Linked DNA regions of Rattus norvegicus: region 1 is linked to region 2. The links are chromatin contacts, called in public Hi-C maps. All regions are on one chromosome and are shown on one strand. The core of a region is the stretch at or near the end of the contact, and the rest is flanking DNA. Distances in the headings are between cores, read along the strand shown. Region 1 overlaps Nfia (nuclear factor I/A). Region 2 holds the start of Nfia (nuclear factor I/A).

Region 1 (6,636 bases), core at 2,394-4,893, 130 kb after region 2:
TTATTAAAATTTAGCTCAATTTGCATTTACTTAAATCTGACCTTTAAGTTAATGTTAACCAAAATATTTTTCTCACACTTTTGTCCTTTTTTTTAATGCTCAACAGCAGTGAGAAAGAGAGGGAAGGAAAAGGGGAAAGGAGAGGGAGGGAGGGAGGGAGGGAGGAAGGGAGGGAACGGGAAAGAGGGAGAGGGAAAGAGGGAGAGAGAGAGAGGTGCATTTGCTGTTGTTTGTTCTGACATACATTTAAAAGACTTGGTCATGCCACTCCCTCTGAGACAGGCTCAGTACATATTATGTGTCCAAGGATCTGAGGCCCTGGTTTAGCATAGCAGGAACTACAGTTATTTGGACACAGACAGAGTCCTTTCTGGCCTGTAACTCTTATTTATTTACCCTCCCAAACCGCACTTTGAGAAATGATGCCCTTTGGTCTTTCATCTGCATTTGGGTGCTGAAACACTGTTTTGGCCTCTGTGGTGAGAATCCTTTCCCCACCGATTGCTGCCTATCTCGTTCTGACCCCTAGTCTGCTCAGTCTCCGTTTGGGTGCCAGGAACACTCAGAGGGGACCTGACCTCACAGCCAGGGTCCTCACCTCGGCTTGGCTCCTCCACACAGCCCACTGTGACTTACTCTCAGGACTTCACACTGTGTCCTTGGAGACAGCAGTACCTGGAATGATGCCAAGTAGGCGAAAGGGTGTTCTAATAATGCTCCGAGGTGGCACCACTTGCTGATCAAGAGGACAGGGTGAGGGTATTCAAAATGTGACCTGCATTGGTCATTTCACGTGGCTCTGAAGCCCCTTCTTATAAGGTCTCCATTCCTTTCCCCTGTTGTTCTCAGCACCCGGGAGGCTTAGTCTCAAGCTTTTCTGTGACGTTGTTGTTACTACCTAGAAACAGACGATTATTGTCAAGATTCACAGCAGAGGACTTTACCGAACACCTCTGCTTTAAGTCTGCACCATTTCTCCAAATGTTCCCATGTTGGCTCTTTCTTGCCAGCACTTGGGAGACTAAAGCTGGAAAATCATGAGTTTGAGGCGAACCTCAGCTGTGGAGATTTATAGTCCTTTTTGGGCTGTGGAGAGAACTGTTGTCTCTGAAATAACAAACAAACATCCCATGAAGAGGAATCAATGGGAAGGTTTTAACCTAAAATTAAGCATTTGCTAGGATAGCATTGCATAATTTTCTATGCACTTAGTATCTTTGGGGGGAGATTGGCGTGAGTAAAGCATGGGCAACTGTAGCAGTGTTTTTTTTAACGTTTTTTCTTATCTTCAAAAGAAGGTTTGCTTGTTCTCATCTAAGACTGACCTCATAGTAACTGAGGAAACACAATGGTTCTTTTCTACCAAATATGTATGTTTGTATCTTTGTACAAGTTTTAGATTCGTGAGTGTGTGCAGTCCCCACTGGAATGAGAGATAAAGTTATTCCAGTGCTTGAGCTATGCTGTGCTAAAAAAAATAAAACACTTTTTAAAAAACATACTAAATGCAACATCAATTCTATTCTAACAAGTAGACTGTAGTAATTCCAGAAGATTCAGCACAATTCATTAGATAAATGGCTTGCAATCTTAACAGACCATAAACATATATTTGCAAATTATTAAAAGTGAAACAAGGTCCTGGGTGTAATTCATGCAATCAAATTAGCTAATGCGTTCATTGGTGCTATGATTTGGAGGTAGGAGCTGCATAGCACACCTAGGCAAGTGCTCTACCACTGAGTCACTCAGCCCCAAGCTATTACTATGTTTCATATGCCCAGCAAAAGAAATGAATTGTTAGACATCCGGCAAAGATAAGCGGAGAAAACTCCAACTCTGGCAGAAACTGCTCTTTGTGGACTCCTTAATGTGGTGTGTGCTATCCTTACAGGAGTGTGTCGGGCTGGGGTTCCTCAGCCTAAAGCCTGCCTCATGCTATGGACCATTAGTGCCACTTGGGAAGGAACATGTGCCTCAGTAGTTAGCACTTAGGCTGTGTTTTAACAAGTCTCCAGATATGTATTTACATGATAGACTATACTGACACCTCTCAGTGTTATCTGTCAATCACGGTTTAATAATGCTCCCCGATACTGGGTTCGCTTTTATTGTCTCTCTATTTATTTTATATTTTCAGGAATTTATGGTCACCTGTCCCCTTGCCAGCCTACTGAAAGCCCACACAAACCTTGGCTTCCCAGGGCTGGAAGGGGTCTTTCAACCCTTGTGAAAGAGAAGGGCAGAAGTGAGGGCAAAGCCAGTTGGAAGGGATCGGCAGAGGCGCCTCCTCTCACGAGATGCTTTCATTATGTGCTTGGCAGCCACCTGCCTCCATCTTTTTATTTTCTTTTTTAGCGAAAGGATTTTACATCAGCAGATATTATTAAAAAGATTTTATTTAACATGCAGACGCATTTTGTGCGCAAGCGACGGCTTGCTCAAGAGTCTAGGAAGGCTTCGTGGGAAGAGCGCAGCAATCTTAGCCATATGTATCGGGCAGGTTGCCAGTTGTTGCCAATATGCCCAAGCCACCTGGCCGCGCACTCAGCCAAGTGTGCCACTGTGACCAGCCGGCTCGAACCTCGCTGCCTTTCAGAGCTTAGAAGCTCCGAAAGCCGGAGCTGTACTGTTTTGCCCCGCTGCCAGCGGCTCCCACTCCCACAAACTGCGCAGCCACACTGACCGGTGACTCACAAACGCCCATTTTCAAAGGAGCTCTCCCTTTGTTTAAGGCCCATTCACTGGTGTTGAACCCATGCCATCAGATGAGCCTGGAGATACTCCCTGGAACCTTCCCCCATATGCGGTAGACAGACACAGCCTGGCTGGCTGTTCTGGTTCCCAGCCTGTAGCGACGGGGTTTGAGATTCGGCCTCGCCAAGATTTGGGTTGGTTTTATTTGCCTCTGGTTTCAATTTTTATTTTGAGTGGTTCTGACTTTTAAATGTTTGGAAACGTCTGTTCATTTGCTTTTCCTCTTTTTTGTTTAGCATAGAAATCGGTCGAGTTGTTTCACAATTTATTTATCAAGCGTGATTTCATAATCTTTGGCAATCTAGGTCAGGCACAACCAGGGGCAGGCAAGATCTGGGCATAGGAACTTGAAGACTGGTTCGTTCCTTTTGCAAGCCGTAGTAGAGAAAAGGGTTACACTAGAGGTGGTCTGCCCTCTGTGAACAGAGCATGAGAATTGTATACACGCCTGTTTCCCTTTCTACCTTGGCTCCCAAGAAACTCAGAGATAAATTTAGTTCTTAACCTCAATAGGTGCTTAGGCATGATTCTGCTCCCGTTATGTGTTTTCTTCACGTGTGTAGTTTTTTGTTTATCTTTCTACCTTTTGTGGCTATAACTTGGGTAGAGGTATATTTAATATGATCATGAACCGTTAACTGTTTTTTTTTCAGAAGGTAGATAAGTAAATAAAACTTTGGCCTGCCTAGCTGTGGCTGCTGTGTTTCAGGCTGTTCTAGGATAAGCAGGTGTCTGAAGAGATCTGTGGCAATGCACCACAAAGGGTACATGAGCCTTTGGCCTGGGCGTGCTGTGATCTCCCGTTTGCTCCATGTAGGTTCGGTCTAGCCTGCCTTCCTCTCTCCGAGTCAGTGGCCACCATAAGCTGGATCTTGAGGATCTGTTTTGGCTCCAGTTTAATCAGTCTGGATGGATATTACTGACTAAGCTGACTCATTCACTCTCTCATAGAGAGGCTTCAGACTGCTTGATGATCCTGAAGATTTAAAAACAATATTTATTATAATGTCCCCTTTTTATTAAAATTATCAAACCCTTCAGGAAGAGCATGCAACTGTCGTCGAAGTGTGTTTCAGGAGCCCATTTTTCATCCCATTAATAAGGCCTGTTCAGATTGTAACATTTTGGCCAGTGTCCTGTGACACGCTCAACAAAGGCTGGAGCAAGGTGGAGTTGTACCAGCAAACAAGATGGATAGTTGGTGCCGGGGGAGGTGTCCCTGAGGGTTTCTGCAGCCTGTCAGAGAGGCTGCAGCTGTAACCACCCATCTGTGCATGCTTGGCTTAGACCATACTTCAGGACTGAGTGCTTACCCTGAGGAAGGTGTTCAAAAGAATTCACGGTATCAGTCAAATAATAATGCCCCGAACGTGACAGGACTAATGTGTGTAAAGGAAAGTTCCTGTGGTCCACAAACTGTTTACCTTTTGACAGATCTAAAGTTCTAAACCCTTTGCAGCATTCATCTTACTGTTTGTGTTCCTTGATTATAGTGAAAAGGAGTAGTGAGCCCTCAGAAGCTCTGTCATGCATAGCCCTAAGCATCTCTGTCCATGGGTAGCCTGAGTGTCTCTGTCCATGGGTAGCCTTGAGTGTCTCTGTCCATGGGTAGCCTTGAGTGTCTCTGTCCATGGGTAGCCCTTAGCATCTCTGTCCGTGAGTAGCCCTCAGTGTCTCTGTCTATGAACGTCTAAAATCTGTCATATACTAGACCCAGAGGCACATCTTAGAGAGTCTTCCCTGTCCACATCCTGACCTTGTGATTGAAGCTTCCTGTGTGTATCTGATCCTGAGTAGTATTGCCTTGATTATTTGAGGATTTATTTTTCTTTGAAAAACATTTGTGTGAAACAAGAAGCTCTATAATTCTGGACAACAAAAGGCTGTTAATTATTACTGTTTTGATATTAATTATTTGAGCCTTTAAAAGGACCCGATAAGAATCTATTTATAACCAAGAATGCAGACATCCTTCACAAATGATGTAAAATCATCTTCTGTTAAATATAGGGGAAGAATTAAACATATCACATCAGAATTGTCTGAAACAAACCATCCATGGAGTAAAGGTTAGATATTTTAAAAGGTTTGGTGGGGTTTTTTTTTTTGTTGTTGTTTTAAAAATTTCTTAATTTTGTAAGAAATTTTGTGTAAATTTCTGTGGAAAGCTTTACTGATTTTTACTGGGCTAAATGTAACTTAGAGATAGTCTTGGGAAAGTATCATGCGGCTTCCTTCTCTAAAGCCTCCCTGCTTACTCTTCCATATATTGTTAGAAGAAATGCTTACATTTCTATTTATGTTCGAAGTTTCGTGTGAGATTTACAGGTGAGAATTTTGTATTGCCATCTTCAATATTTGCCCAAACACAGAGGACCTGACCCACCCTTGCTGTCCCAGGCAAGATCTCACAAAGTGTTGTTTTATAAAAAGTCACCTTGGCTCTTACTAACTGGCATCTGCCCATTGAGCAGAACCGGACTATTCAGCCACGCACTGTCTCATTGACGAGCCACTATTGATTCATTCACTGGGCACCTAGAACCCCCACCAAAGCCGGTGAATGACGGGGCTCAGGATCAGGAGCCTGTGCCTTTCTTTTCTCCACAGCCTGTGCGCTTATCAGTCTTACAGTCTCATTTTCTGGAAGAGAACAAAAAAAGCTTTAAACGTTTGAGTTTTCTACCAAAACCAAGAATGCTGGCATGAAAACCTTGTTGGAAATAATTTCAAGCAAAAGGCATTTGATAAAATTTGACACTGATTCCAAACTTTCAAACATTGGTTGAAATCCAGCCACAAAGAAGCAAGTATCCAAATGACGATGCTGCCACCATTTACATTCCGTAGTGCCATGGGCTATTGAGGCCAACGCACTAAAGTCAAGAGTAAGGCAGAGATGGTGGTTGGTGTTCGGTGCTCTGCTGGAGCTTCTACGAACAGGAAGTGAGTCGTGGATAACACACGCAGCCTTGGAAAGAACGAACGGCCATCTTTATGTTGGCCACTACTGACACAAAGTGCTCAACCTTTTGGATTTATTATTAGAAGAAAAATAATATAGCAGAATATCTAGTTAAAAAGCAAACACCCACACAGTAAACTTTAATCCACTAGCTGTCGCCAGCTAAGAAGCTGTGGTAGAGAGAAGATGAAAAGAACGAAATCAGGAAAGCAATATGAGACAGAAAACCTTCAACTAACCAGGGAGTAGTTTGAAAATCCAGCCGTGAAGTGGGTGTGTTTCGCTAAGGAGGGGGCATGGATGGTCACAGGTGACAGCTAACAAGACCACCTGCAGCACAGACAAGTCAACCCTTTCTCCTTTAAGTTCCATATCCAGTCGCCATGGAGTTCTGGGGGGGGGGGGGGTTCCCTCTTCCTAGCGTGAAAACCAGCTATCACCTTTGTGAGTCCTTCTCTGTATGTTCTTTTCAGCCTAGCCTGTTTCCAGACTCCTCTGTTTGCCCCCATTCTTTCCACGCCATTCATCTCTTCGTTACACTGTTGCCAAGGTGATCTTTCCAAAGAGGAATTATCACTTCCGTCTGGCACCCTCTGTTGGCTTCTCATCATCTCCTGTAGAGGATCCAACCTGGTGCTCCGGTGCCACCATGGAGAATACCACGTTCCAGCTGTCTGATACAGTGCTGTTGGAATGCTTTCATTTCCCCCAAGGTGCTGTGGGTGTCGGGGCCTTGGAACTGCAGAATCAGTGTGGTGTGTGCATGTGTCTCTTTTCTGCTGAGGAAGATCTCCACAGCCTGGAAGACTCTAGCCCTTCTGAAGTTTTTAGTTTGAGCATGGAGTCATTTGGAAAACCCTTCCTGACACTCAGCATATGGGCCCTTTTCGCATCTTTTCTGTGACAATTCTCAC
Region 2 (6,774 bases), core at 940-3,439:
AGTAAAATTCTTTGCTGTTTTGAAAAGAGGCAGATGTGAAGTGTATCTATACACACACACACACAAAAATCCACTTTGGAAGAGAGCTTCCCCAGAGCACACACACGGGACAATAACTTGTCACTGTGCCTCAGTTACATGTTGGGTCCCTCAGCCAGAAACTTCTGTCGAGGAAACTTGGAGAGTCTTGAAGTTATAGATCCCAGCAAAGGGTTTCGTGGCCAGGAATGCTTCTCTAACTCCTCTTAGCTTGGAGGACACTTCTTCCTTACTGAAAGCCTCGAGGAACCAAGGAAAAGCAGTTGCTTAGTTTGGGAAAATGGACGTCCTAACTAAAGGTTGAAGTTATTTCCTTCAATCCTTAATATGTAATCGGAATAATATGTATTCCAAGAATATTCAAGAGCAGGGGGTGGGTGGGAAAGAATGGATTCTTGGGCATTAGCCCTAAACGGGCTAGAGAACAAACAAAACTTTAGACTGCCCGACGGTCTGCAGCAGAATTTTCTAGTAGCATTCTAACCCACCCAGGGGGAAAAAAAAATCTGAATGAAAGTGATCATACTCCCTCACTCTCTTCTGTCGGGTGGGCATGCATGTAGACTCTAGCCCTGTCACCTCTGCCAGGGAGCAGACTCCTGATCTGTGTGCCAGTGTCGGAATCTGGGGGAGTTTTAAAGAAGGGTTGGTAAATACAGAAGACTGCTGCAAAACTTCAGGAATGAAAGGAGGAGAAAATGGGAGTTTGGAGGAGACAGATATAGTTTTTCCCCCTCTAGGAGAAAAGAGAGTCTAATGAGAAAGTGTTAAGTTTTTTCTTTAAAAAAAAAAAAGAAAGAAGGAAGGAAGGAAGGAAGGAAAGAAGAAAAAGCTGGAAGAACAGGCTTGTTGGCAACGTGCCAAACCCTAAAACCGCCCCCCCTCGCCAAAACAATACTTTTAGCAAACCTAAAATAATTGCAGGAAGCTCTTTTCCATCTTGAGAACTCTTACCTGGGGGAGGGAAAAGTGGGGATCCAAACAAGGTACCCTTCTAGCGTGTGTCTGGGGAACAGGGGACTCAAATGTTAGCCCATGTCTAGTCCTGGGCTCCCATTTGGGGATACAAACATATCCCTTTTCTAAGGGGGTAACTCTTTCACGGTTTTCCTTCTCAGTTATACAGAAAAAATGTCCCAGCTAAACCACTGTTGTTTCTGACGTGACAGAACTTTTTTGGGCGTTTGTGTTCAAACCCACCAGCTCCTGAGTTCTGGAAGAGAAGAGCGGTCGCTCACGACTCTCCGCCTTCCTTTTTCCAGATTCCCCCCCCCCCCCGCAATCTGGGGACGCTTTGGGGTGATCTTACTAGTCCCCCGCACCCAGATTCTGACTGCTATGGGGCCGTAGCTGTAAAGTTAGTAGGCTTTTGTGCATATTACCTCTGCGGACGACACTATTCCCACAGAAAGCTTCGCAGGAGAGATTACAATGCTTTGAGCTTTACCGCATTTCAGAGGAAGGGGGGAAAAGTTACCTAGAAGGTCTGATTTTTACAAGAAATTTGCATACATGCAAATGTACCGCGCGCCCTTCTCTGAGGTTCCTAGGGAGCCCACCCGGCGGCCCACGGGGGTGCGGGGCGCCCGGACAAAGTTGCCCCAATCGTCTACCGACGTCCGCGGAGGGCTGCGGCGCGGGTGGGGGGATGGGGAGGAGGAAAAGTAGTTTTGTTTGCTTAAGCACATCCTGTGGCAGCCTATAGCCGCCCGGAGGACACGCTGAAAACCGCTCCGCGCCGCGTTCCCGGGACCGCGCCGAGCGGGGCGGGGGCGGGGGCCGCGGGAGGCAGCGAGCGCGGAGCAAGCGGCGGGCGGGCGGCCGTGCAGACTGGGGACCGGTGTCAGCGCCGCAGCCGCCCCTCCCCCACCCGGCTCCCCCCACCCCACCCCACCCCATCCCCCCCACCCCCACCCCCCCGCGGCGGCGGCGCGAGCGGGCGGCGGCCGTGCGGTGCGGTGCAGAACGCGGCGCAGGCGGGCGCGCGGGCAGCTCGCGGGCACCCGGCCGGCCGGCGCGGGAGCGGGAAAGGGTGCGCTATGCCTTTAACGCCCGCGTACAGTAGACAGTATAGTGGAGTGTAGGGAAACTCTAGGCGGGGTTAAAGTTCAGCGCGTGGAGCGGCAAGAGCGCTGGCTGCTGCAGTTGAGCCGAGTTGGAAATGTGAACGCAAGAAGCAGGCTTGATTTTTTTTTCCTCCCCCCTCTCCTAGCTCTCTCCTCCTCTCTCTCCCTCTCGCACCCACACTCACGCACACCTCCAGCCCGCACACAGACGTGCACGCACCCCCCGCCGCCCGGCAGTTATGTATTCTCCGCTCTGTCTCACCCAGGTAAGCAGCTGCGGGGGCGCGGGGCGGCCGTGTGCCTCGGCGGGAGTCGTGTCTGCGCGTGTTTCTGTGTGTGCGCGCGCGTGTGCGGGGGGGTGGGGGGCTGCAGCTTTAAGAAAGTAACTTTGTTTCCATGCGGGTGCATTCCTCCGGCTCGGCCATTTGTGTGGGCACATGGCTAATGGCGCCCTCTTATTAATGCGTTAATTAATATCGGGGCGCCGGACTGCGGAGCGCCGGGTCTTGCGGGAGCCCCGCACGTGTGTCCGCCGCTGCAGCCCCTGACACGCTGCAATCTGGACTCGGTGTCTGCGGCGCGGAGCGCGGTGCCCGCGATTCCTCCGCTCCAGGGAGGGGCGGCTGAGCCCCGCAAACCCCGCACGCCGGCTGCACCCTGGCGCTCTGGCTGCCAGTGTCCTCCCGCGCCGCCGCGCCCCCCGCCGACGCCCCGAACTCTTACTTTTGTTTTGTGCCAGCTTTGCGGGCCGGCCCGGGCAGCGCCCCTCGGACGCGGCGGGCGGTGCGAGCCTTCGCCCGTGGGCTGCGTAGACTCACGCCCGGCGCCGGCCCAGGACCTTGTTGTCCCTCGCCTCCAGCCCGCGACCCCCAGGCGAAAGTTTAAGGATCCGGCGAGCCCACGCCGCGCAGGCCAGAGAGCCGCCGAGGCCGCGGGTCGGGCCGGGCTGGGCCGCTGCGGGCGGAGTGGGGCTCCGGCTCGAGGGCGAGCGGCGGCCAGGGCCGGAGTCGGCTGCTCCGCCGCCGCCGCCGCCTAGGCAAGCCCCAGGCGGCTCAGCAAGCAGGACCCGGCAACTTTCCGTGCAGCCCCACTCGCAGCGTGGGGCCTGGCGCCCCTCCGCCTGCCCCTCTTGCCCGAGCCTCCCAGCCCATCCCTCCCGGTCTAGTCTGCACCAGCAGTAAGGAAACACTGCTATTTTGCGGCTCCGGATCTAGTCCCGTTTGAATATATTATTTATTTTCTCTGACTAAAAGGCATAAAGTCAGAGTGATTTGCGCTAATTTTTTCTCTTTAAGCACGAGTCTTTATATGGGTTTAAACCATTGCACCCTGACCAGCAGTCACCTACATGAAGTTATATGCTTCTTCACGACTCCCTCAAAACCCTGCTACCACTGTGCCTTCAATGAGCTGGAGTAACGGTTTACCGGGAATACTTTGGAAGGCTGGACGTATCAGTAGCTTTTCCTCTCCACTGTAGATTCGGATTTATTTCCCATATGACTTCCCTTCTTACTGCAGTATCTAACAGTAATAACACTGGCTATTTGATCTCAGAAGACTCTTAAATGCATCTTTTATGTGGAGATGGTCTGTTTGGGATTTAGGCCTCACATTAATAATGGATAGCAGTTGTTTTAGTTATTGTAAAAGTCCACCCCTCCCCGCAACTTCCAAAGTTACTATTTTAGTAACTTGTGGAAGAATGGAATGAAACTTCTCCAACCACTTCTGGCAAGGTTCACAATTGCATATGGATAAGATGCAAAGTGTAAGATAATTTGAATGAATTATAGTCTGCAGTGAAAGTGCTGAGATTCGAAGGGTGAAATTCTAGCTGGCAAAAGTTTGCAACACATAGGACTTGTAGGTAATACCAGCATGCTGCAATGGCGAGAAAGACCCTCATGGATACAGCGTTGTCTTCTTGAGCGAGATTTGAAAAGATCAAAGTTCTGGTCTGGGGTTGTGTATTTCAGGAGCATACCTGCGAATCCATGCAGGCCTCGGGCACAGTCAGGGACTTAACAAGGTTAGCTTCTCTTGAGTTATTATCACATTAAGAAAGTTTTTTTTTTCTTCCCTTCTCTTTTCTCCCTCCTACACACTTGGCAGCTTTGATTGACGCATTCGCTGGGCCTTCACACCACTAAGAGAACCGCTTATTTGGTGTAGCAGTTTGTGAAGAAAAACGTACAATAAACAGGGAATAAAGGCTCGTGTGTTTTATGAGAGGGTCTTTAAAAGCTGATTTACAATTTATTTAACTTTCTGGAATATTTATAATATGTTAGAGCCAGTTTCAGAAAGAAAAACGTGGACCGTTTATTGCTCGTTTAAAAAAAAAAAAAGATCCAGTAAGCATGGTGACCAATGTGCTCTGAGAGTAAACTCAGCTTGCTTGTGTGCACTTTGAAGGGGCTTTACCTTGAGAATGCCAGGCCTCTTCTTATGACTGAGGATGGGCATATCACAACCAACTCAGGGACCTGCCTAAATACTGACAGTTCAGCAGAAATTTATGAGTAAACCTTAAAAAAAAAAAGTAGTTTCCAGCACTACCACTATTCTGTGGCTCTTAAACTTGGCCTGTTTTCAAACAGATCCACATTTTCGATGCTGGTTCATAGTAACGCGGCTTTGAAGCAGGTCCACAGGTTTATTTTTCCTGGTGATCTGTAACATTCTCATCAACTATGTCTGTAAAATATTACTTTTTCTCTTCAATATTTTTTGGAAATAATGCTCAGTTTATGGCGTTTTGTTCAGCAACATGATCCATGAGGACATACCCTCCACTACCCGCCCCCTGGATCATTTATGCTTTCCTCGGACATTTCCTGTAATTTTTTTCTTTTCTTTTCTTTTTTTTCTTTTTTGAAAAGTTTGGATGTTTGGGGAGATATTTCTGTCAATAGGTTGACTAAGTATAATGGTCATGTGAGTAAAGTTATATAAAATGCTGTGTACTTTTATTTGCATCCTAGAGACCTTTTGGGGGAATAATTTATTGTAAATACCTCTGATGCAAAGCTGGGGACACAGACTGTCCATGATGACCAGCTGACCTTATTTTCAGTTTATTTATTCTTTTTATGAAGTGATATTATGGACATTGGTTGGCAGGTGAACGCAATGCTTCCGAGCGTGAACTGCTGCAGTTTGCAGCTTTTAAGAAGTATTTTGGGAGGATCTTTGGGCTCATAGACACAAGTTGTTATTTAACCTGTTTATCGTCATTAATAAGGTAAAGCCTTGGCACGGATATGTTATATTTCGAGCTACGTGCATTATAGAATGGAGCTGAGTCTTCAAAATGAAAGCCTCCTTTTGGAGAAAGCTCACTGTGCAGCTTGAGGTCGACTTCAGGGATTCTTTTCATAATGCCACAGAGCCTTGGTCTCCAGGCTACCCTGTATACATCTGGATGTCAGTCAGTATGAAATACGTAAAGTTTAAGTGTTTTAGAACATTTCAAGGATGAGCTCAGAATGTAGTAATGTTTAATGCTTTGTGGCTTGGCGTGCACCTTAGCGGATAAACTGCGACTTTTCTTCCAAAGGAATAAAGATTCTCAAACACCACACAGCTTGAAAATGCTAATGGTTTATGGTAAAGAATAATATCATTCTTGTATTTTGTTCTTTTTTCCCCCCTAACTTGAAAATGCACATGTGTTAACCAAAGCTCACTACTTCTTTTTTGATCCTTATTTTGTAAAAGACCAAGTTTCAAAAATGAACTTGAGCCATGGAGCCTAAAATTTGTGCAGAAAGAGGGAAAAGCCAAATATTATAACAATTAAATACTCATTATACTATTAGACACTTACTCTAAAGAACCTTGATATATGTAATGTTTACATTCTTATTTAAAAATTGTAAAAAAAATTAACAGATTTAACCATTAAAATATATTACCTTCAGTTTGCATTTGAATATTTAAAATTTTAATAATATTTTTAGTAGTAATACTGCCCGTAGTATTACAGTTTCTTGTATCTCAATGATGTATATATGCAGATTGCTATAACAAACATAAAAAAGAATATATTTTATATTTGTCCACCTTAACTCTTCTTAAGAAGTCACCAAATGTTCCTCTAGTTTCCTTATCTTCCTTTATTTGAAAGTAAATAATTTATCTCCAGAGGCATTTGTGGCAGAGAGCCGTTATATAAAATTGGTGTGGTCTGGTTAGTCAAGAGTTGGGTGTTCTCTCTGAGCATGTGTGGATGTTACTGTTTAACTTTATTTATTTTTTTTAAATTTTTATACTTGAATTTTCTAACCAGTATCAACATAAGAGTCACATGCTTTTTAAGAGAACCCGGTAGCAAAATTCAAATGCTTTAAATTCAATTTTTCTCTTCAAATTATCCGACTTTTAAAGAGCTTGGTAAAGGTTTTCTTTGAGTCTCCGGTTTGCTGATGGGGAAAAGCTGAACTATTATTTTTAAAAACGAGGTGATGTTTTTGGTAGGGCTGGTTGCCTTGGAGGCCATTCCACAGTCCTATCAGCACACTAAATGTGTCCAGTTGCAAGAGTGCTGTCACGGTGAGACACCCTGTTCACTCTCGGGCATGGGGTTCTGCTTTGTTTGGTGTTCCCCCCTTTTTGTTCTCTTCCTATAGTTCAGTTACGATTTCTTGGGCATAGATCTTTTAGC

The links. A called contact is a pair of places that touch in the nucleus more often than the background predicts.
Region 1: a Hi-C map of hepatocytes shows a contact between it and region 2, with 2.7 times the contacts expected there. The contact joins the enhancer-like site here to the promoter of Nfia in region 2. A contact is called at or near these places in 8 of 12 Hi-C or Micro-C datasets (Schwann cells, frontal cortex, hepatocytes and 4 more) and 1 of 1 datasets of contacts at active chromatin or transcription factors (oligodendrocytes).

Annotation. Positions count from the first base shown.
Region 1 is chr5:117,686,693-117,693,328 of GRCr8, forward strand. The region is part of intron 2 of Nfia (nuclear factor I/A); the gene reads left to right. Among named protein-coding and RNA genes, the nearest start is that of Nfia, 130 kb to the left of the region's middle. Within about 2 kb of position 3,644, at least 9 of the 93 cell types and tissues checked have an H3K27ac peak or open chromatin away from gene starts, as enhancers often do. A contact at or near this core is called in hepatocytes and liver, where this site is marked.
Region 2 is chr5:117,555,091-117,561,864 of GRCr8, forward strand. Nfia (nuclear factor I/A) reads left to right here and starts at 2,190. Exons shown (of 11, transcript NM_012988.2): 1 at 2,190-2,371. The coding sequence starts at 2,345. It overlaps LOC120103114 (a long non-coding RNA gene), which reads right to left and starts at 5,524. Exons shown (of 3, transcript XR_010066547.1): 1 at 2,829-5,524.